Linked DNA regions of Sus scrofa: regions 1, 2 and 4 are each linked to region 3. The links are chromatin contacts, called in public Hi-C and promoter capture Hi-C maps. All regions are on one chromosome and are shown on one strand. The core of a region is the stretch at or near the end of the contact, and the rest is flanking DNA. Distances in the headings are between cores, read along the strand shown.

What was found. Promoter capture Hi-C pulls out the DNA fragments that hold promoters and counts their contacts. Hi-C and Micro-C count contacts between places; a contact is called where the count stands out from the background.
Region 1: a promoter capture Hi-C map of liver shows a contact between it and region 3, with 4 times the contacts expected there. The contact joins the promoter of ADTRP here to the promoter of HIVEP1 in region 3. A contact is called at or near these places in 2 of 5 promoter capture datasets (fetal liver and liver), 7 of 47 Hi-C or Micro-C datasets (adipocytes, embryonic fibroblasts, fibroblasts and 2 more) and 2 of 2 datasets of contacts at active chromatin or transcription factors (alveolar macrophages and skeletal muscle).
Region 2: a promoter capture Hi-C map of liver shows a contact between it and region 3, with 4 times the contacts expected there. The contact joins the enhancer-like site here to the promoter of HIVEP1 in region 3. A contact is called at or near these places in 1 of 5 promoter capture datasets (liver), 6 of 47 Hi-C or Micro-C datasets (embryonic fibroblasts, liver, retroperitoneal adipose tissue and 1 more) and 1 of 2 datasets of contacts at active chromatin or transcription factors (skeletal muscle).
Region 4: a contact with region 3 is called in a Hi-C map of embryonic fibroblasts, with 3 times the contacts expected there. The contact joins the enhancer-like site here to the promoter of HIVEP1 in region 3. A contact is called at or near these places in 2 of 5 promoter capture datasets (fetal skeletal muscle and skeletal muscle), 3 of 47 Hi-C or Micro-C datasets (adipocytes, embryonic fibroblasts and fibroblasts) and 2 of 2 datasets of contacts at active chromatin or transcription factors (alveolar macrophages and skeletal muscle).

What each region holds. Positions count from the first base shown.
Region 1 is chr7:8,311,034-8,316,915 of Sscrofa11.1, reverse strand. It overlaps ADTRP (androgen-dependent TFPI-regulating protein), which reads left to right and starts at 3,234. Exons shown (of 5, transcript XM_021100192.1): 1 at 3,234-3,655. The coding sequence starts at 3,503.
Region 2 is chr7:8,382,761-8,388,717 of Sscrofa11.1, reverse strand. No RefSeq gene overlaps it. Among named protein-coding and RNA genes, the nearest start is that of ADTRP, 72 kb to the right of the region's middle. Within about 2 kb of position 2,652, at least 2 of the 83 cell types and tissues checked have an H3K27ac peak or open chromatin away from gene starts, as enhancers often do. A contact at or near this core is called in liver, where this site is marked.
Region 3 is chr7:8,514,175-8,519,878 of Sscrofa11.1, reverse strand. HIVEP1 (zinc finger protein 40) reads right to left here and starts at 4,023. Exons shown (of 8, transcript XM_013987651.2): 1 at 3,883-4,023.
Region 4 is chr7:8,267,236-8,272,948 of Sscrofa11.1, reverse strand. The region is part of intron 3 of ADTRP (androgen-dependent TFPI-regulating protein); the gene reads left to right. Among named protein-coding and RNA genes, the nearest start is that of ADTRP, 44 kb to the left of the region's middle. Within about 2 kb of position 1,353, at least 18 of the 83 cell types and tissues checked have an H3K27ac peak or open chromatin away from gene starts, as enhancers often do. A contact at or near this core is called in embryonic fibroblasts, fetal skeletal muscle and skeletal muscle, where this site is marked.

The DNA of each region.
Region 1 (5,882 bases), core at 1,985-4,484, 200 kb after region 3:
AAACATGCTTATTTTATATTTTTAGTTATTTCCTACCTGAAAAAATTAAATTTCTCTTTTTTTCTTTTTTTTTTTTTGTCTTTTTGCCTTTTCTAGGGCCACTCCCATGGCATATGGAGGTTCCCAGGCTAGAGGGTCTAATCAGAGCTGTAGCCACCGGCCTATGCCAGAGTCACAGCAACACAGGATCTGCACTGTGTCTGTAACCTACACCACAGCTCACGGCAACACCGGATCCTTAACCCACTGAGCAAGGCCAGGGATTGAACCCACAACCTCATGGTTTCTAGTCGGATTCATTAACCACTGCGCCACAACAGAAACTCCTCTGTCAATTTTTTAAAGTCAGTGAACATTTTTCTTCTACTTCTCCTGGATATGATATGAGGACTCCAAATACTTGGAGAGTGGAGAAAGGCAGGCTAACATCAGACTCAACTGTGTATTAGTTTGTAATATTGTGACACTGTCATTATTCCCCCAAGCTACACCTTGTTTCAGAGTGGGATGAGTGGGAGATAGATGGCCAAAACACTTCATGAAAATTTATCTGGTTATTCATCCTGGGATACAAATTATGATGTGAATATGGTCACGATATAGAATTTCCTTTAGGCAGCAGTTTTGTGGAAAACTGTATAATAAAATACATTGTGTGGCAAAGTGGGTTAAGGATCCAGTGTTGTCTCTGAGGTGGCACGAGGTGGATCCCTGGACTGGCACAGTGGGTTAAGGATCTGGCATTGCTATAGCTCTAGTGAGGTTGCATAGCAACCTGGCCCAGGAACTTCCATATACCACAGGTGCAGCCAAAAAAGAAAAAAAAAAAAAAAAAAAGGAAGTTCCCGTCGTGGCGCAGTGGTTAACGAATCCGACTAGGAACCATGAGATGGCGGGTTTGGTCCCTGCCCTTGCTCAGTGGGTTAACGATCTGGCGTTGCCGTGAGCTGTGGTGTAGGTTGCAGATGCGGCTCGGATCCTGCATTGCTGTGGCTCTGGTGTAGGCCGGTGGCTACAGCTCCGATTCGACCCCTAGCCTGGGAACCTCCATATGCCGCGGGAGCGGCCCAAAGAAATAGCAAAAAAAGACAAAAAAAAAAAAAAGAACCTATAACCTATCGCAAATCTATATATTAACATGCCATTACTCATTAAAATGCTAACAAGTGGATTTCAAAGTCAAATGCTCCCCTTACAAACAAATTTAAATAATGGTTATCAATATTTATGAGAGGGTTCATCTGAGCAATAAGGCTAATGCAGGAAAAAAAAAAAAAATCCAGGTGTCAAAAGGCCAGTCTCCAGGTTTGGACATACACATTTCAGCAATTTAGGTCTTTGTCTCCTCTCCTTTCTCACTATTTCCTCAGATCCTTACCCATCTGCAGACTTATGCTTGAGATTTTATACAAAGGGACAAAAGTCTCTAAATTTGTAATGATGTTTACATTAAACATCAGAAAACACTGTGGGAGACATAGCATAATAACTCATATGTGCACCAAGTTTCAAAACATATCTGATCTTTTCCTGAGAGAATTTTCTGATGAGACAGATAGAGGAATAAAAGAGGCTCAGCAGGGAGTAGAGAAATACTGCAAAGGGAGTCTGAGGGTATGCAGAGCAAACATTTCTTTGTGGTCAGGGACATTGGTTAGAATGCAGACTGCAGCTCTGCCAGCCTCTTACTAGTTTTTGAGTGCCTCCAGTTAGCAGCTTGGACTTCAATTTCCTCATCCTAAAATGAGGATTATGGAGTTCCCGTCGTGGCGCAGTGGTTAACGAATCCGACTAGGAACCATGAGGTTGCGGGTTCGGTCCCTGCCCTGCTTAGTGGGTTAATGATCCGGCGTTGCCGTGAGCTGTGGTGTAGGTTGCAGATGCGGCTCGGATCCCGCATTGCTGTGGCTCTGGTGTAGGCCGGTGGCTACAGCTCCGATTCGACCCCTAGCCTGGGAACCTCCATATGCCACGGGAGTGGCCCAAAGAAATAGCAAAAAGACAAAAAAAAAAAAAAAAAATGAGGATTATAATAGTACTTCCTTCCTTCATAGTGGTAAAGTGTTAAATGATTAATATGTGCAATGCACTTGGAATAATGCCTGCCGAATAGTAAGTACCATAAAAAAAAGTACTGCTATTGTTACTGACCATTTTAACTTGGGCCATGATGTTGAGTACAGGGTTTTACGTCTCTCATTTCTCAGATCACCTTCTCCTTTGGGAAGGGTTACAATGCAGATTCTAAATTGTTGGCTTAGGTTTGCTCTACTCCCATTTTTAGTACCTGATGTTTGGGATCCACTGACTCTTAGGAGGTAGGTTTGCTTTCGCTTTCTACTCCATGTACAGTCTGTAGTTCTTTCTCCCAGAACTTGTAAGTCCTGGTTAAATCATCAAACAAGCACCAACTACAGACTTATATAACTCAATCAGGAGGATTTCCCTTAGGAATTTGCTCAGGACCTTCTGAGTCAGTTACCCAGGGAAACAAGCTGGTGATGTCACAAGGTACCACACTTCCAGCTCTCTCTCAGGTCTCTTCTCTGGAGCCTGAGACAGGGCCCAGTTGTGTAAACTCTGCCCGGCCTAAGCCTATTCGTGTCCTCTCCAAGGCAATGCAGAGGCCCTCATTCTCTCCCAGCAATGCCTAAATTCAGGTATGTTGGGGTAGTGGCCACATACCTCTTTCTGATCTTTGGCCACAGATCTCTTGCTATGCTTCTGCCCTCCCAGGGAAAAGAAATGCCTATGCAAATAGAGTGTTTGAAACAGCTCTAGTAACTTGGTTTTCTAGGATGTAGAAAAAAAATCTGGAAGCAAAAACAAAACAAAACAAAACAAAAACAAACAAAAAAAACCTAACTAAAACCCTGGGGCTGGTCCCTGGAGGATCAAAGGTTTTTTTCAGATTTTACAGGGCCTCCAAGACCTTGGGAGCAAGATTACACTACCTTTCCCTTTATATTTACTTTCCTCCATGTGATAAACACGCCCACAATCTTCTACTTCTGGTTTATCAAACTGCCTCTCATTTTTCAAGCTATATGCTATGGCCACTTCCATGTTCTACTCAAATGAAAAAGAAAGAAAAGAGAATATGGGCTATGATGGGATTCCATTAGAGTTTACTGATACCTAATTAGGTATTGATACCTAATTAGGTCATTTAATCATGTCCTAATCCAAGTCAATGAGGGCGAAGTGCACTTCTTGCATCACTCCCTGCCCTCTTTAAAGCCTACACACTGTAATGCACAAACCTTCAGTTTATCTGATATTACCTAAAGGAAGTATCTGAAATCAGCAGTAAATCTGTCACTCAAGTTTATCAGGAAAGAAGCCTATGAAAGAAGCAAAATTCAGCCATGTTGAAACTCTAAATCCTTGATGGGTGTGTTTTACAGCTCTCTGGCCTGCTACAGGACTTCAGCTGTGACCTGCAGAAGGACACCACAGGGAAGCTACTCGAGACATTCATAGTTCCTGGTCAGAGCAAGCCATGACGAGGACTTCTACATGCATATACCACTTTTCTGTTTTGAGCTGGTATATTTTCCTCAATTTTTATATATCACAAAAAGGAGAGGATCAGCAGAAATCCAAAATCTTTCCAAATGACGGACAATGGAAGTACTTGACATTCCTTAATCTGGTAAGTCCATACAGCTGTATCAGGAAGCAGTCTATTTATCTATAATAGATAAATACAAATAACACCTTTTGATTCTATTAAGTACAAATTCCATTATTTGTCTTTCTTTTTCATTGTTTGTGAGTTGTGTCCTTCTCTCTTAACAATTTGCTCTGAGAACGCCAATTTGGGAATTATCCATAGCTACCTTTTGTGCTGGCTAATTGCTAAATGCTCTTTTGAAAAGAAGCTTACCTTGAAATTCTCAGATAAGCCCAAATGGGGGCTAAATTAATGATTTCACCGTGGGACTGACTACATATGCAGGAGGGATTTTGAACCTTGCTTGAGGAAGTCTGTGAGGGAAGGCAGAGTGGCGTATGTTGCGTGGGAAGTGCAATTTCCAGTGGAGGAATAATGCCATTTTACAGCACACACAGACTAACAGATTTATCTAAGAAAAGCAAATACATTTTGCCATGTTCAGATCCCACTTCAATTTTTTAGAGACCCATCTTAAAGGAAAAATCACCCAACCAAATGGCAAATACACATTTTCAACTCTTTACAAACTAATCACATGACTTGATCCCTTCTTGCTTCCTAGCCCAGCTTACATAATCTGGTGAAGTGTGAATGAATGGGAGAAAAATAGATTTTTTAAAAAATGTTTGGGAATATGTAGAATTATATTTAGAGTTAAAAGCTAAAAATGGTACATCCTTTAGGGATCCTAACTAATGTTTGAGGTTTGAAATTTTTAACCTAAATGTAGGATGCCCTATAAACATCTGATTTTAGTAACTGGACAAAATATTCCAATTCTTAAGTTATTTTAATCCTAGGCAGAGGTAATGCATAGTAAGAAAAATGACACTCTGAAATGCTAAGGAGAGGAAATTTAGAAAGTTCAAATCAAAGAGACCTGGAAATTCAGCTTCCTCCTCCCCGGTAATTTGCTGGTCTTTGATTTTGAGATTTGAGCTCTGAATACAGCTCTACTATGCCAGAAACATATCAAAGTGACTGCTTGTTTCAATCACAGAATTTTATGAAAACAAAAACAATAACAAAAATGATGTGGAATTAGAAATACTGTAAGAGTCTCAGCTTTATGAACCTATTAGCTATATATTAAGAATGACCACATAAAGAGAGAAGTATCAGCCAGAATTGATGGTCTAATCAAATCCAATTCCAGTATGGATGTCCTACTTCACCTATGCATGGCTAAGAACAGATTCATCAACTACTTTCACAAAACTCCCTGACTTCTTAATTCTAGCTCAGTTACATGTCCTAGAGCCATCATATTTCCAAGAATGGAAACAGACATTCATCTGCGGAAGACACTTATTTCCCAGTGTTAATTCCATGACTAATAAGCCACCAAATTTTATGTTTTCCTCTTGCTAGATTCAACCCTTCTTTCCCAGTCTTACAGCTCTTCTCATTGTAGGCTCGGTATTAACTTGTACAATCCATCACTCACTCAGATTTCAGATTAATCTTCCCAAAGAACTGTTTTTGGTTTGGTTTGGTTTCAAACATCATGAGCCTGCTTGAGAACTGTGGTCGGCTACTCAAGAAACTACAGTGGCTCCCTCCTACTTTACAGGATCAATTCTAAGCTCCTGATTTAAGAGCTCATCTGCCTGCTTAGCCTTCCAATGCTCCCCTCCCCAGGAACCTTGGTGTATTCTCCAGGAAGGCCTGTGTCTACTCCAGTGTTGGCCCCTAGGCTTTTTGCTGTCACTGTTCTATCCATATTCACACTATTTTTGAATGAAAGACCTACCTGCTTCTTCACCACTTTGCTGCTTTAAAAGATCACTTGAAATCCCATATTCTCCTTAAAATCTCTGCTGATAAACTCCAACCCAAATTTGTTCTTCCTTTCCCTGAGTTTCTGCAGCATCTATCAGTCTCTGCTTATTTATGTATAGCATTGTTTTCTCATTTCCACCCACATGTGATTTTTAACATTTTGATCAAATTGCAAATGGCTCCAAAACAGGAGTGGTATCTCCTAAGTCTCTGCCAGCCTTAACATTCTACAATTCTTCATTGTATTTGCTACAGTGTCTGGTACAGATTATTCCCCTAATAAAAACTGGGTGACAGTATGTAGACTGGACTTTGCTGCATTCCTGAGGAGCACAGTCCCTTCTGACAACTTCTGGCCCTTGAAATGGGCAGAGAGGGGCTTACCTGTGGCTATTTCCTTTCTGTTCTGTTCAAGATGTTA
Region 2 (5,957 bases), core at 1,403-3,902, 130 kb after region 3:
AAAAACATATTCTTACTTTGAAAATAGAACAACTATTTGTAAAGATGATTCAGTCAGCAGGATGCTCTGGTTGGCGCTCCCTAAATTCTATTTTTGTTGAGAGGAGCCGTTGCCTCAAAAAAGAGACACTGAACTTTAGAAAGTGTTGAGCCACTTTTGCTGCACATTTTTGCTTGGATAAATTTGCTTAATGGTCATAACTTACACCCTGAAAGATAATCTTGTGCCAAATGTTTGGAAGGTGAATGAAGGAATTAGTCTAAGTAGGAGGCTGAAAGAGACAATTTCCAGAGAGGCATTTCAGTATTTTGACTGTTGCCTAATACTGACATTTCTTACTTCTGTTTACTGTATTGACAGTGGAATGTTGTCTAAGATGCCTATAAAAGGAATTTTCTGTTATTTAACATCGACCCAATCTATCTTTCCTCGATGAGGGTGTAGGGCAGTGAGGAAGTAATAAAATGTAAAAAGTTTCTAGCAAAAGAAAGGGAATCTTTAAGTGAAATAGCTGTTTGTAAGTTCAAAGTGTGATTCTCCATGAGGCTTTCAAAGAGCATTACATCCTTACATGTAAGTAAGTGGATGCATAAGCATATGAAGGTATATCGAACCCACAATATATATATAAACACATACACGTATGTCTGTATTTGGTCTCTTTAACAACATCTATCCTGAAAAACCACCATTACAGAGCCTCACGGAAGATGGACATTGTTTAATCTGTGGGGTGCTGAGATTATGAGTAAAATTATTCTATTTAATTAGTATTTTGATAACACTTTCATGATGCTATCTGCTAAGTCAGCAGATCAATCAGCCAGTTGGTTTCAAAGGGCCTGCAGGTCTGGAGGACAAGGCTCCAGAGCTTCCTGAAGGAACATGTAACAACGGCTTCTTTGAAAAAAAAAAAAAAATCCCACCAACCTGGAAATCAGGATTAAAAGCCTTTTCCGGAGTTCCCGTCGTGGCGCAGTGGTTAACGAATCCGACTAGGAACCATGAGGTTGCGGGTTCGGTCCCTGCCCTTGCTCAGTGGGTTAACGATCCGGCGTTGCCGTGAGCTGTGGTGTAGGTTGCAGACGCGGCTAGGATCCCGCGTTGCTGTGGCTCTGGTGTAGGCCAGTGGCTACAGCTCCAGTTCGACCCCTAGCCTGGGAACCTCCATATGCCGCGGGAGTGGCCCAAAGAAATAGCAAAAAGACAAAAAAAAAAAAAAAAAAAAAAAAAAAAGAAATAGCAAAAAGACAAAAAAATAAAAATAAAAATAAAAGCCTTTTCCTTGGCTGGCATTTCTCAATATTTAGACTTATTTAGAGGAGGCATAAACAAGGAGAAACATAAAAAGGCACCTTTCTAATAGCAGGACAAAGAAGATGAGAAGCAAAGTAAGGTAGAAAGTCAGCACAAAATGAAAGAAGGATGTGCTGAACAGAGTAAGTTCAAGGCTTTGATAAATGCTAAAGAATCCATTTCAGGCCTCTGCCCTGCCTAACCTGTTAGAAAGGGAAAGGCCGTCCTTTCCTTTCTTCTGGCTCAGAAAACAGCAAATTCAAAAGAAAACTTAAAATGAAGAAGCAGCAAAGGTTACGCTGCTTCTTTCACAATAGATATAGTCGCTTCAAATGAAGCCTCGTGAAAAAAGTCCAGAAATGTTCCTAAAATAAATAAATAAATTTCCTTGAGATGCTATGGCACCAAAGAAAGCAAAGACAGGAAAGGGTGTGTTCCATATTGGTCTTTCAAACTAGAGCTGTCTGGGAACCTTCAAGCTGTCTTCTGCAAGCCACGAAGGGAGAGTACCTGATCTTCCCCCGGGGGAGGGGGTAGGGGGAAGGGGATTCACTGTCATCTTTTAACCCTGCTCTCTCCTCTCCTTCACACCCACTCAGCACTGCTGCAGCAAAACAGAAGGAACTTGATTCTCTCTGGAAATCCCAACTAAAATGCATCTCTAATATTTACACATCTCTAATATTCTAGGTGTGAAATACTAACTATAAATACATGAAGGAATGGATGTGGAATGCTTTTTAAGCCAAAAGGTGCTATGCAAAGTGGAGTTATGAATATCAGGAATAATGATCCTCCTAAAAACCTGGTAAACAAAAATGTACGTCTGCCTCCATTGTTAGCGGGAAACGCCACTGAGTGAAACCCAAAGATGCAGCACAACGGTTTGTGTGTTTATGCCTTTGTGACTGTTTTCATTCATGCAGTCATTTGGATATTCAGCTATATAATTAATTATTCATGCCTACGATAACTTTTAAAAATCTTTAGGCCAATAGATTCTATCTGTTGACCTAATCACATTCCCCGTATTTCTCATCATTTCCACCCCGTCTCAACCCAGCACTTTCTCTATAGTGTTAGGTTAAGAGTACATTCCATCTTGAACTAAAAAAAGATGCTCAGATTCCCTCCTGGAAAGACTTTGTGAAAAAACAACAAATATTTCAGGAAAAGCGGAGTATAATCTATGATGTATCATTCTTTTGCTGTGTTATAAACACAGCAAAACCTAGTGGCTTAAAACAACAATCATTTATGAGCTAATGATTCTGACACAGCAATGTGACCTGGGTTCAGCAGAGCAGTTCCACTGGTCTTACCTTGGCCCATTCATTCACCTTTGGTCAGTGGGCAGGTGGTCAAGGGCCTGCTTGGTCTAGGATGACCTTACTCACTTGTTGGCTCACTGTTTTTCACCGTTAGGTGGAGTGAGAAGGCTCACTTGGTCAAGTGTCTCCAACATAATAACCTAGGTTCACAGCAATTTCAAGATTCCCAGGGGCAGTGATAGACAAAGCCCTGACAGACAAGCATTTTTCAAGCCTCTACTTTGGTCAAGGGAGGTTCTGTAGCTAAGCCTAGGTTCAAGAGATTGAGAAATAAACTAATGGGAGATGCTGCCAAGTCATATTGCAAAACTATGTGCATAAATGAATGGGAGCTTTTTTTTTTTTTTTTTTTTGCTATTTCTTTGGGCCACTCCCGCGGCATATGGAGATTCCCAGACTAGGGGTCGAATTGGAGCTGTAGCCACTGGCCTACGCCAGAGCCACAGCAACGCGGGATCTGAGCCGCGTCTGCGACCTACACCACCGCTCACGGCAACTCCGGATCGTTAACCCACTGAGCAAGGGCAGGGACCGAACCCGCAACCTCATGGTTCCCAGTCAGGTTCGTTAACCACTGCCCAAAACGGGAACTCCAATGTTTTTGTCCATTTTTTTTGGAATTTACCATATATAGCTATCATATTTCTTAAGTGGAGGTCAGAAAGCACCTTAGAAATTCATTCAGCCCAATCTCCCATCAAAAGACTGAACCAACAATATATCCTAAGTGGTTTTCCAATCATTGCTGTGATTATTATAAATCCCTTGCTTATAATAAAATGTGATTGTATCCATGTAACTTTCACCTGTTGGTCTCAGCACTACCTGTGAGACTAGACACACAGAGCAAGCAAGATCTCACTTTCACATGACATCCCTTCTGACCTGTCATATGGCTCCCTTGGCCACTGGGCCACCCCTTCAACAGGTTGTTCACCTCAGGTCCTCCTACTGTTTTTCATTAGATGTGGTTGCAACACCTTATATATTCTACTTGCTCTCCTCTACTATGGCCCAACTTGAAAATCTGATGCCTGCCTAAGGCAAAAGCAATATTCCAGGTGTGATCCATCAGCATGCACAAAAGGAGACTATTCTTTCTTCATCCCACATTCTTTATTTCCATTAAAGAAGCCTTGGATCACTCTGTTAAATCAGATGGTATAGGAAGTGACAGGTTTCCCAAACCGATACACCGATACTCTTGTGGAAGACCTACAGATCTTCATATTCTTGTTAAATTTCATTTTACAATGTTGACTCCATATATCCCTATTGCTGAGTCCTTTCAGGGTTCTTACACGGCTTATAAAGTATTCTAATTACACAGATGCAATCCACGAATTCAGTTAATGTGCTTTCTGGACCTTCATTCAAGCTTTGGGTAAACAATTGAACAGGATGAGGCTGACGACAATATTCTAGGGCAGGCCACTAGGAACTTAACTTTGCATCTAACTGGCACCAGGATAACCGGTCTAATGATGACACCACCTGTGTCTATCTTTATGGGTCTACCTGACTCCAGGGTGGAACAATGGAAACTGTCAAATTCATCTCTAAAATCTAGTTACATGGTGTCTACCTCATCCTTCTCATTCACCAGACTAGTTAACTTGCCCCACAATAAGTGAGATTACCGTGTTTCCTGGTGAAAACAACTTCCTTTCACCAAATCTTCATAAGATAGTCCTAATTATCATTATTTCTGAGATTGACATGAATCCAGTCAGTCTATATTAAAAGTCATGCTACTTATCTGGTTTCCTTGTACTTTTTCTGTGCTCCACAGCTTATTTCCCGAAGCACACCGACAATGTGTTCAGATGACCATTCAGTAAGCTCTTTCTTCATTTCCTGGGATATCCCCTAGGCTACAGACCCAGTAATGGCTCATTAGGCATCTATATGTGCTCTTTGCTTTCTTTGCTCGGATATCAAAACACACATACAAATTCATTCCGCCAACTAACTTGCATTTATTACATACTTACTATGCATTAGGCTCTGGGATCTTTAGTTAGAGGCTGTTTGTGAATAAGCATGCCTAGAAATAAAACCAAAGAATTGCTTTTTATGCCATGTTTTGGAGTCTGGAGTTCTACACACAGTGGAGATCAGATGACTAGTTTCAAGGAGGAAAGTGATATAATCAAATCTGTAGGTTAAATAGACCTCTCTAGAAGGAGTTTAGAGGATGACGTAAAGGTGCAAGTTAGGAGTCTTGTAGTAGACTAAGAGACAGAGTAAAAAGTGGAATTAAAACAGCGGCAGTAGAGATAGAAATGAGCCACATTCAGCTATGGCATACATTTAGGAATGGAAAGATCCTGGCAAGTAAGTCAATGAGATGGGAGTGAAAATCAAGGTTCTAGGACAACTGTCCTTAGTTTCTGGCTCAATTAATTGGATGGAGGGTTGGAAATTTACTAAGAAAGGGAAGAGATTATTGATTTTATGTTACTATTTCCAGGGTTACATATATTTTACTAAATTTGAATTATTTTGAGATTAATTTCTTATGTCTTTTCTTTTTATTACCAGTTGGTGTTTATTGTGATTGTATAATCAGGAGAAAATATTCCAGAATATCCTAAAGTTCTTGAATTGTTTGCCCCTTTAGTATATCATTGGTTGATATACCTTAATATTTTTCTTAGACATTTGTTTTTGTCTTTTTGCCTTTTCTAGGGCCAATTCCTGCAGCATATGGAGGTTCCCAGGCTAGGGCTCTAATTGGAGCTGTAGCCACTGGCCTACGCCAGAGCCTCAGCAATGGGGTATCTGAGCCGCGTCTGCAACCTACACCACAGCTCACACCAATGTCGGATCCTTAACCCACTGAGCAAGGCCAAGGATTGAACCCGCAACCTCATGGTTCCTAGTCGGATTCGTTAACCACTGTGCCATGACGGGAACTCCTTTTTCTTAGAAATTTTAAAGTCTGTCTTTCACTTGACCATATTCTATGTTTGTCTCCCTGGTTACCAAGAATTCACTTTCTCTTCAAGTTCCCGTCACATTCACTTTACCACTAAATTTCTCTAAATCTAAAAAAGACCTAGATTACTTCCTCCCTTGCCTTCTAGGGCATGAAATGATCAGCAGCCAGTGTGGAGTTTCTCAGATGCTCTGCCTTGCTGCTGAATGAGACTGATGCTTAAAGTCCATCATTACTCGCTTATGTTTCCTGCTTTTAAGTCAATTTTATGATTGATTTCAAAAGCATGTTATCTATTCCTTACAGCTGGCCAAGAAGTTTGTGAGATACAATTCTATCACTTACGTATCAGGAGGAGACACCGGACCAAACTTGCAGAATTTAAGGCC
Region 3 (5,704 bases), core at 2,774-5,273:
GCACGCAGCCATCCCCTCTGCAAGGTCGGCGGTTGCACACACACGCACACACACTCGCGCGCCCGCACGCCCCCCGCCCGCGGAGAGGGATGTGGTCCTGCCCACCCCCGCCCCCCCAACGCCGCTCCCCTGCCGCCCTCCCAGCTGCAGCGCCCCAGCCGCGGAGCCCGCGCCGAACCTGCTGCCAGGACGCCCGGCGGGGCCGCTGCCGCTGCAGCCGGCCCTGGAGCTGCGCTGCTGATGGCGGCGGCCGCAGCTTGGAATCTCTGCGACCCCCGCGCGGCGGCGGCGGCGCCTGGGATTCCTCCTTCACTTGACAACCCCAAACACAAACATAACCTCCTCCGGCAGCTGCTCCCGGTCCCCTGGCTCCGTCCCCCTCCCCGCCGCCGCCGCCGCCCCAGCAGCAGCCACACTAAAGGCCGGCGACTGGCACTCTCACCACCCAGCGCTGAAATATTAAACAGGGGAGCCGGCCGGGGGGCGGGGGGGAGCGCGGGGCGCGCGGGCGGGGACCGCAGGCGCCGGGCGGGAGAGGCGGCCGCGCTCGCCGGCGCCCGGGGCCGCGGCATGACCGCCGCCGCCGCCGCCGCCGGGGAGGGGGCGTCCGGGGGGCCGGGCGGTGAGGCCGGGGGCGCGCACCGCGGCGAGGCGGGGCGGGCGGACCCCGGGGCCCCAGGGCCCTGGGCGCGGAAGGCGGGCGCGGGTTTTACCTCTCCCCGGGGCAGAGTAGGGCACGTTTAGCGTCTTTAGGGGCGACGGGAGGAGCGCGGGCCGGGCGGCGCGGGGGAGGGAGGGCGAAGGTCGGAGGCTTTCCCGCGGGTGGGCGGGGCAGCAGGGGATCCCCGGGGGCGGGAGGCGGGGAGGCCACGGGCAGCGACGCGCGGGCGGGGGAGGGGGCGTCCCCCAGCGGGGACCGAGGCGGGGGCTTCGCGGGGGGAGGGCGGGGGTCACCCAGGCCGCGGAGAACCCGTGGGACCGGCGTGGCCGCCTGCCCTGCCCTGCGGTAGGGGTGGGGTGGGTGCCCCGGCTCGGGGCTCGCTTGGCGCCCGGAGTCCCGGGTCTCCCCGGTGGGGCGGGCCTGGGGCCGCGCCTCCCCCAGCCGCCGGCCCGCGGCTCCGCCCCGCCCGGCCGCCGCAGGGACGGGAGGGGGTGGCGGAAGGAGGCGGTGGCGCGGCCCGAGGGGGGGCGGGGCGGGGTTAGGGACGCGAGGGGCGGGCGCCCAGGGTCGCGCCGGCTCAGGGACTGGCGCCTGGCGGGGGCGGAGGGGCGGGCCCGCCGGTCACGCGGCCGGGGGAAGGCCTGGCCGGGTCGCGCAGTTGGGGGCGGTTAGTCCGGGAAGAGGGGCGGGGACGGGCGGGGCGGTAGTTTCTCTTTACCGTCTCTTTACTTTCTGAAGCAGGATGTGGGCCGGCACGGTGACGTCATGGGGTCTCCCAGCCCCGCCCCCCGCCCGGGCCGAAAGGGGGAGGGGACGGGAGAAGGGCGGGCGGGGGAGGGTGTGGGGGGGACCCCAAGGGGGTTTCCTCAGCAACGCGTGGAGGGAAGGCGAAAGTCATTGTGAAACTTGAAACTCATTAACTTTGAAAAACAACTTTATAAAAAACCGAGAGGGGGGCGGGGTGTCGGGTTGACGGGTGGAAGGGGACATATCATTAACCCTGAACTGAAACCACTTTTTGGTGGCGGATGTTCTATTAAAAGATTGAGGAAAGCCAAGGTTATTCCAGAGGCCGCTCCAATGCCTGCTGGTGGTTCCCAGAGCCGGAGCTGCGAGCGCGGTTAACCCCTGCCTGTCCGCCTGACAGCTTGGGGCAGGGAGGAGAGGGGTCTCTGGGGTCAGGAAAGGGGTTGCAGGGCTAGGCAGCCGACCTGGCCCCGGGGAGGCTAGGGAGGAGAGAAAGGGGGAAGAGGGAGTAGTTACCATAACCCAGAGTTTGACCCCGGCTGCTAGAAAGCAATAGAGGAAGCAAGGAGTTGGAAACCGATGGAAAAGAAATTGGGAGGGGCTGGACCAGGGTACTGTTGCAAGTTTTCGGGGTTAGACCAAAAGAACAGAAATGTGGGGCTCAGAAATCCCACATGGACCCCTAAGGAAGCAGGCACAGATACTTGGTTTAAGGAGCCGCGCTAAACTCGAGAGGAATAAGGTGAAACAAAAATTTGATGCAGAAAAAATTCTCAGATAAACCCAAACTGCTTTACCCTTTTAAGGAATAAAAATGCTAAACGACCGTACACCCACTCTGCCGACCATCTGTGCAAACTTGAATTGTTTTGTTCCTCGGGGCTTCCATAAAGACATCTAGGTTTTTCCTGCTAGGGTTGACCCCTAAAATTCCCCTGAGGAAATCCTACCTCTAGCTCATTTGAGCTAAGAAAAGCTTAACTGCACCAGTATGCCAATGATTAAAAATGGAATACTCAATAAAAGCGAGCTTGTAACCAAAAATAATGTCATGTAAAGGGGGGAATATGCCCATCAAAAACTGGATTTGGCCATAAGAGCAAAGAGCAGCCAACAACTGCCTAAATTTGCAATAATGTTTGGCAAACTATGCTTCCAACATTGCCATGAAATAATGCACTCTTTAAATTTTCGATGTCATAAAATCACCTCTTTTATGAAATTAAATGGCAACTATAAAAAGTACGTACACTTCGCAGTTTGTGTTAAAAGAAACACAAACATCTCTTTAAGTGCGAAAGTATACCTAATTTCTCAGAGGATAAAGACGAATATTGATTCTACTTTGTGTCACCTGCTAAGTCAAAATTACCATATTTTTAACCCAATAGTTGTTGACCATAACAAATATTTAGCGTGAACACAAGGTTTAAATGGAATTTGGCATTGCTGGGAACTTTCTAACAAATTAAACATGCAATCTGGAGTTGTAATAGATTAATGTCGTCATTTTAATTTGCTATAGGACTCTTTTCTTATATTCTATTCACAATTTCACTTTCTGGAGCATTAAATTAATATTAATTTTTTGAAGCATATACAATACCGAACAGTTTCCCACTCCGAATTTTCTAAATGCAATTTCTTTTCCTAATTCCTCCTACAGCCCTGACTCCCTAGTTATCAGAATGCAGGGGAATCCAACTCAACTATAAAGTAGCTAGTTTCGGCTTAATTATTTGGTGGCAAATTAAATACAATTTCTCAAACTGTATCCTATAAACGGAATGTGGAGAAACACCTTTTTTTTTTTTTTTTTGAATCAAAAGATAAATGGGAATGGTAATTCTGGCACAATGGGGGAGGTGACCATACTCCGGAAAAAAAAAAAAAAAAAAGGAGGGGGCTCCTCTCGGGCCCCACTTCCCTCCAGCTGCGCCCCTCCTGGAGGTGCGAGCGCTCTCGGAGCCCCCCTTGCGGAGTGGGGTTCAGCTGAGGGCAGTCCCACATTTGTCTGGCAGAACAGTGTGGGGAGAACACAAGTCCTCCGCCGGGGTTCGTCGGGGGACCCCGCTGGCCCGCCGCGTCCGCCGGGCGCCGCGCCACCGCCGCTGCCCTCTCGCCCCCCTGCCCCGGTTCCCACGCGGCCGCCCGGCCGGCCCGGCTCGGGCTCCCCCCTGGCGCGGCCCCGCGGCCCCGGCCCTCCGCCCTGCGCCCGGCCCGGCTGCGCCAGCGCCACGCGGAGATCCCGGAGGTTCCTCCCCGCTGGCCTCCGGGTCACGCCGCCGCCCGTCCCTCCCCTCCGCCCTCCGCCCTCCGCGCGCGCTGGGCTTCCCCGTCCACCGGCCGAATCCCCTCCTCCTCGGGCGACCCGGCGACAAAACCTGCCCCGCACGCTCTGCCAGCTCTGCCCCACGCCCAGGCTCTTCCCCGGCCAGACGCCAGACAAAAGAGCCGACCGAGAGAAAACTTACCCGAACTGCCACGCAAAAGTCTGATCCAAAGCTTCCTGCGTTTAACTTTTAATTTTAAAAACAACAAAAGCAGAAACCAAAAGCCTCCTAGGTTGGAAGTGGGCGTGAGAGGAAATGCTAGGGGGAGGCGCTTCATTCCCTCGGCTGCTTTTGCCCCCCCCCCTTTTCTGGCCCCTGCCTGGGGCTTTGATGTTATCTAGTGCACCGCCTACGTTGGGTTTATACCGTGGGCTCTGCGCCGAGAACGATACACAGCTATTTGGCAGTTTATTTGCTAGTTTGAAGAGAGAGAAGCAGGTGGTCACGGGGAAGGATTCCCACTTCTTACTCCCGCGGTGAGAAGAGCGTTTGCCCTGCTTCCCTTTGTTATCTGGGCTGAAATGAACAATCCACCTATCCAGAAATCCTGGAGAGCTGGACCCTGTGGCATTTTCTGTTAGACACACAAAAAAAGAAGCCTTCTCAATTAGATTCATTTTCCCTCCACTCAGCACAAACTTAGAACAGGGTGGTATTGTATGTTTTCTGAGGCTTTGTTTGGTTTTTAGATTTCGGTTTTGAAAGTAAATATTATTTCTCTTCTAAGATAGACCTGCAGCCTTGAAAAGACAAGATACCACTGAAGAAAATAAACTCACATAATCACATGCCTTTCATGTACCATTGGTACAGGTCAGGCTCTCCCGCACCCTCCCCCTCCCATTATGGAAAGCTTGTAACTGTTGATTTTATCTTCCTTAACTGGACACTAGCAGAAACCGGATATATTTTTACATTAGATTAGCAGTCTCAGGACCATCACAAACAAAGCACTAACAAAAGGATTTCTTTTCTTTACTGTCAGATTCGTAATCAAGAAACACTGCAGAGGCTGCCATTCGGTCCTAACTGTTCATCCATTTTATGCCAACACCAACCTGTGTTCAGGCCTTGCCCTCTGGGAGTTTACAAATTAATGGAGACAGAATAAACACGTGGAAAAATACCTAGAGGGAAAAAGATACAAGAGGAGGCTTATAAACAGAGCCAATTAAAGTTATACACAGTTATTTACGTGATTGCTGAGAGCTTTCTGGATTGGGTGGAGGGCAGGATTATCACAGAAAGTTCCATCCATCCCCACGGTGAGTTCTCAGCAGGATTTTGAGGGAGAAAAAGTTCAGGATTTGGCAATTGTATGAGAACAGCATTCCAGGCAAGGGAAGTGGCTTGAAGGTGAGAGCAAGTGAACCGTGCGTGTGATGGTTTTTCTGGCTAGGACAGAAAGTCAAAGTAAATGTGAAAAAGGAGGGGTGGCCGTGCAAATGTAGCGTCCAAAGCAGGAGCATGTGCGAGGGAGCGAAGGCCATGCAGAGCTATTTCCAGATGAGAGGCCTTCACCTGCCCTAACAGGAAGAAGGGGGTCTCTTCTCGTGAGCTGCAAAGACAGAATGGGCAGGGAAAAGCCTCCCTGGGCATCTTTAGGAAGGAATTAAGACATGATACTGCATGTCATTTGGAGACATCTGGACTGAGAATAATCTTTTTAAGAAAAACTATTATTACTGATGGACTTAGGATCTGGCACAATAGTATTTTTATTGGCAGTAGCAGTAATAGTAGTATTTGTATCAGCAGGAATAGAAATAGTACATATCCTCCTTGATTTACAGTAGTGTTGGAGTTCCCGTCCTGGCTCAGTAGTTAATGAATCCAGCTAGTATCCATGAGGACGTGGGTTCGATCCCTGGCTTTGCTCAATGGGTTAAGCATTCGGCATTGCCATGAGCTGTGGTGTAGGTTGCAGATGCGGCTCAGATCTGGCATTGCTGGGGCTGTGGTG
Region 4 (5,713 bases), core at 104-2,603, 240 kb after region 3:
GAATGGTGGGACATGTGCCACGTATATTTCAAGTCTGGCTTAATGCAAAGGAATAAATCCCTAAAGATAGACTATCTAGCACCTAGGGTAGAGTAAGAGTGTATACACAAGGATATTTCTTTCTGCTGCATGTCTTGAGGAGAAGCAGGGTGGTAGCTGGTTGATTATGCACATGAATTTCCACACTTTTTTGGGAGAAGGGTAGACTTTAATCTGATTTACTCTTTCTTACAAAATGTAACTTCTGGAGTTCATATATGAGATAGCACTTTTAAATTATTATTATTTTTTTCTTCCTAAGGACTTGGAAGCTGATCATCAATCTTCATATCTAATCCTTTTTTTTTTTTTAGGGCCATATATGTGGCATATGGAAGTTCCCAGGCTAGAGGTCTAATTGGAGCTACAGATGTTGGCCTACGCCACAGCCACAACAATGCTGGAACCAAGCCGATTTATTCCTTTGCATTAAGCCAGGCTTAAAGTCATGTGCAAAATCAACCAGCTACACCATAGCTCAAGGCAATGCCGGGTCCTTAACCCACTGAACAGGGCTAAGGATCCAACCCGCATCCTCATGGTTACTAGTCAGGTTCGTTATTGCTGAGCTGCAACGGGAACTCCAAATCAAGGACTTCTATTTCCAAATCCAGTTCTCTTTTCAATATATTCAGATGGCCAGGTATCTGTTCAGCTTTCTATTTGTGTAAAACACACTCTGCTAAATGCTGGAGTGGTGAGAATGCAAAAAAGCTTACCATCATCTCTACAGCCTAGAAGCTTTCCCGATGTTGTTGCTTCCAGCTTTGTGCTCAGATTGTATGTTAAAGTGATGTAACTGAACAAATGAAGGGAAGGGGTAGGGATCTATCACCAGCAGGAATGTGACTGGGGAGCCCTGGCGGGGAGCCCAAGTGGTTTGGGATTTGAACCTTATTGTTAACGAAGTACAAAATCAGCAGTTTGTCCACTGGGCCTCATTTTTGCTAGAAGCAAATATACCTGTGTGTGGGCATTTTATCCTGCCCCACTGACTGATGTTTCCCCAGTTCTGTCTGCTCCCTCATCAGGGGAGCTCAGATTCCTTGCTGCCAGCTACCTCCACCTTTATGCAACACTTTGGGGGCCCATATGCCTTCCCGGCCACAGATGGCCATCAACAAGTTCCACAAACTGTGGATAACCATGGAGATATTTTAGGGAAGTGGCTGTGGGTCAGCTGTTAGGCGTGCCAGTTTGGATGCTCAAATAGGGAAACAGCTTAGCAGGAATGAGGTAAAGAATATGGTCCTGGGCCAGAGAGAGCGTGAGAAACAAAAAACGGCAATAACCCTGAGCTGGAGAAGCATTTCACTGCCGAAACCACGTCACAATGACCTAAAAATAGCCACTGAGACCATGGGGACTGCCTCATATGTGGCACTTGATTTTTGTTATTTTTCAGATTGCAAAATTGGAGGGCTGGCCCCTGAGAGGGAAAATAAAGCTTTGCAAAGTAGTAATAACTGTAAATCTTTCATTTCCTTTGGAAAGCATTAGTCATCTGTAAATATGGTAGCTCGCTCACTCCTCCCCTCTCTTTCACCCCCAAAACATCACCTAGCTTTCCCTAAGGCAGTGCTGAGGAGCAGGAAAAGAGAAATGTTCCTACTGCTGTTCATCCCTTTATTGAACAAATATTTCCCCTCAAGCAGGACTGGTCCTGCTGGGAAAAGCAGAGTTATATAAGGCCAAGCACCAGTCTGCAGGGGGTCTGTACTTAGTAAGTGGAGATGAACCATGCATACACATTATAAGAACACAAGATGGAAAGTGATAAAGTGTAATAACAAACAGGAGTCAAAAGGAACATGAGGAGGAAGTAGTTGCATCTGTCTGGGCAGTGTGGTAAGGACTTCATGAAAGGGGTCATTGGATCTAGGCCCTGAGGGACTGGCTGGATTGGAGCAGCTAAAAAGTAAAATTAAATTAAAAAAAAAAAAAAAAAGGGAAAAAATGAACAACACAGTACAGTCCCCAAATCAAGGGAGCAGAGATCAATGGTCAGCAATTTTCTGTAGCCAGACCTACTAGTGAAAGAGACTAACAGGAAATCACCCTGGAACTGCCTGCTTATAGAGACTTGTGGATGGCAGGGTGGAGAGGCCAGATACGGTACATACAATGTGAGATAGGGTTGTTGCTGCTGTTTGGCATGAAGGCAGGAGTGAAAATTATTAGCAACGTGGCCAGAGAATGATGCTTCAAAAAGACTATCTTGACAATAATGCTTAAAATGGATTGACATGGTAAGACATGGGAAGCGAAATAGAATAAAGCAATATGCAAATAAAAGTTAGCCGAAATATTCTTTTTTTTTTTTTTTTTTTTTTTTTTTTTTTGGCTTTTTAGGGCGGCATATGGAAGTTCCCAGGCTACGGGTTGAATCAGAGCTACAGCTGCTGGTCTACACCATAGCCAGAGCAACGTGGGATCCGAGCCACGTCTGCGACCTACACCACAGCTAACAGCAACGCCAGATCCTTTAACCCACTGAGTGAGGACAAGGGTAGAACCTGTGTCCTCATGGATACTAATCAGGTTTTTTTCCACTGCACCACAATGGAAACCCCCCAGCCAAAATATTCTTAAGTCATCTAATTCAATCACAACGTTGTATTCTTCATCTGTGGTTACTTCACAGCTTCAGTGTCATTCCACATCTGGGTGCTTAGTCCTCCAAAACCTCCATCTCCAAAGAATTCTAATAATCCAGTGAGTGTCCACACATGCCCATGCTGTGCACTGTCCTGAGCATCTCTCTCCCACACAGACAGTAAAGCCATACTACCAGGTCTCCTGGACTGAACACCTCCACTGGACTCTGCTTTAAGGTTAGCATGCTACTCCAGCTGCTGTTGCTGCCAGCACTGCCACTGCCCATTAGTCTCCTGGGTTGGCAGAAGTAGAAAACTGCTACCAGCCACTGCAACAGCCACATCTGGCCCGTGGTGCACCATCACCTTGGTCTTGGTAGACCAGAAGTCTGCTGATGCTCTCAGTGTCTCTGCTAGTATGTAAGGCACTGCATGCCCAAGTACAAGTGTCATACAGATATTCAGTTATAACCTAACCTGGAGGGAGACAGTTGTAAAGTCATTTCTCCATAGCAGTTCCTACAGGGCAACAGAGATGATTCCTTTCTTCTACACTATGCCCACTCAGGTGATACCCCCCCAGTGAAGCTGCCAGGACACCTCAGGTATAATAACTCTCTAAATCTGGGCACCCATTTACATATGCACACTTACACATATAGACATCTTATCCCACGAATACATTTGGGTGGAAAACCTAAATAGGCATTTCTCCAAAGAAGACATATAGATGGCCAACAGGCTCATGAAAAAATGCTCAACATCACTAATTATTAGAGAAATGCAAATCAAAACCACCATGAGACACCACCTCACATCAGTCAGAATGGCCAACATTAACAAGTCAACAAATAACAAATGCTGGAGAGGGTATGGAGAAAAGGGTACCCTCCTTCACTGTTGGTGTCTATAAAAATTGGTACAACCACTACAGAAAACAGTACGGAGGTACCTTGGAAAACTAAATAGAGAACTACCATATGATCCAGAAATCCCACTCCTGGGCATACATCCACATAAAACATTCATCCCAAGAGATACATGCCCCTGTATATTCATTGCAGCACTGTTTACAATAGCCAAGGCATGGAAACAACCTAAATGTCCATCAACAGATGAATGGATTAAGAAGATGTGGTATATATACACAACGGAATACTACTCAGCCACAAAAAAGACAAACTAATGCCATTTGTAGCAACACGGATGGAACTAGATTCTCATACTAAGTGAAGTAAGCCAAAAAAGAAGACAAATATCATATGATACCACTTATTTGTGGAATCTAAAATATGGCACAGATGATGCTCTCTACAAAACAAGGAGAGCAGACCTGTGGTTCCCAGGCGGTGGGTGGAGGGAGTGGGATGGACAGGCAGTTTGGGGTTTTTGGTGCAAACTGTTATATTTAGAACGGATGGGCAATGATGCCCTATTGTACAGCACAGGAAACTGTGTGTAGTTGGGTCACTGTGCTGTACAACAAAAATTGAAGAAGCATTTTAAATCAACTATACTTTAATTTAAAAAAAAAAAAAACTGCCAGAGGGGCAGACTAAGCTGAGCTCCAGGATTAGCTTCCTTGTTATACTCAGCATCAACAATGCTCTCCTACTCCCACCGTTACTAGAGCCACTGTTATCCTTTCCTGAAATATGACCTTCATCTGGGACCATCTAGATGCACGACAATTTTATAACTTAGAATCTTAGTGGGGATCAGAAACTCAGCATGATTTTCCACAAAAAGGATTCCCCAGCCCTTGTGTAAATTAGTATATGAAAATAAATATGAAGATACCACACACTTTTCTTTATTATCAACATCTGAGGTACAGGCCAGCCAGCATGCAAACTGAAGAGGGGAGGAGGTGGAGAGCTAAGCGTGAAAATAATTATCTAGATGATCTAAACTTCTCATTCTTCCTGCCCAAAACTCAGCTCCTGCTCACCCAAAATGCCTGTTACAGAAGTTAGAAATAAGAAGATCCTGAAAAGGGATACAGCTATACAATAAGGAAGGAGAGACATACCTGAGAAATATTTTGTGTATAACAGAATAGGTTTTGTGGATTAACTGGCATGTAGTGAACAAATGAAAAGGAAAAATCAAGGATTATTCCAAGAATTTTCAGCTGGTGGACCAGGAAGATGGTGATTCCATTAATAGATCTAGAGAAGTTAGTTAAGAAATAATTTTGGATTTAACTAAAAAAAAATGGATTGATGGATCCAGTTTAATATGGATTAATGGAACAGAATAGAGAGCCCAAAAATAAGACCACACACCTATGGTCAAGAAATCTTCAACAAAGAAGGCAAGAATATACAATGGGGAAAAGACAGTCTTATCAGCAAGTAGTGTTGGGAAAGCTGGACAGCCTCATGTAAATCAATGAAATTAGAACATACTCTCACACCATACACAAAAATAAACTCGAAATGGTTTAAAGACTTAAGTATAAGACACGACATCATAAAACTCCCAGAAGAGAACATAGGCAAAACATTCTCTGACATAAATTGTACCAATGTTTTCTTAGGTCAGTCTACCAAAGCACTAGAAATACAAGAAAAAAATAAATGATTGGGCCCTAATCAAACTTACAAGCTTCTGTACAGCAAAAGAAGACATAAAAAAAAAAAAAAACCCACAGACTGGGACAAAATATTTGCAAATGATCAGCCAACAAGGGCTTAAGTGCCAAAATATACAAACAGCTCAAACAACTCAATAACAAAAGTAGCAAAGAATGATCAGATGGTAGAAAACCAGAAATGTACAAGAACCTTGAAGGAGGAGAAAGCTTTGAGCCAGAAGCGGGCATTCCAGGGAGGGCGGGCAACAGTTTTAATTGCCATGAAGACGTTGCCACCCCATTGACTTTCATTATTGTTGATATTTTCAGGATGCAGGTAAACTATCTAAATAAAGCTCTAGCTTCAGTTTCTTTTCACTCCTTTTAAAATATATTTATTTATATTTTGCTTCTAACCTACAATTTATTTGAAAGTAAATCACGCTAGAAATTTATTTTTAAGGTGATAACATAAATTCACAACTTAATATTAAAAAAG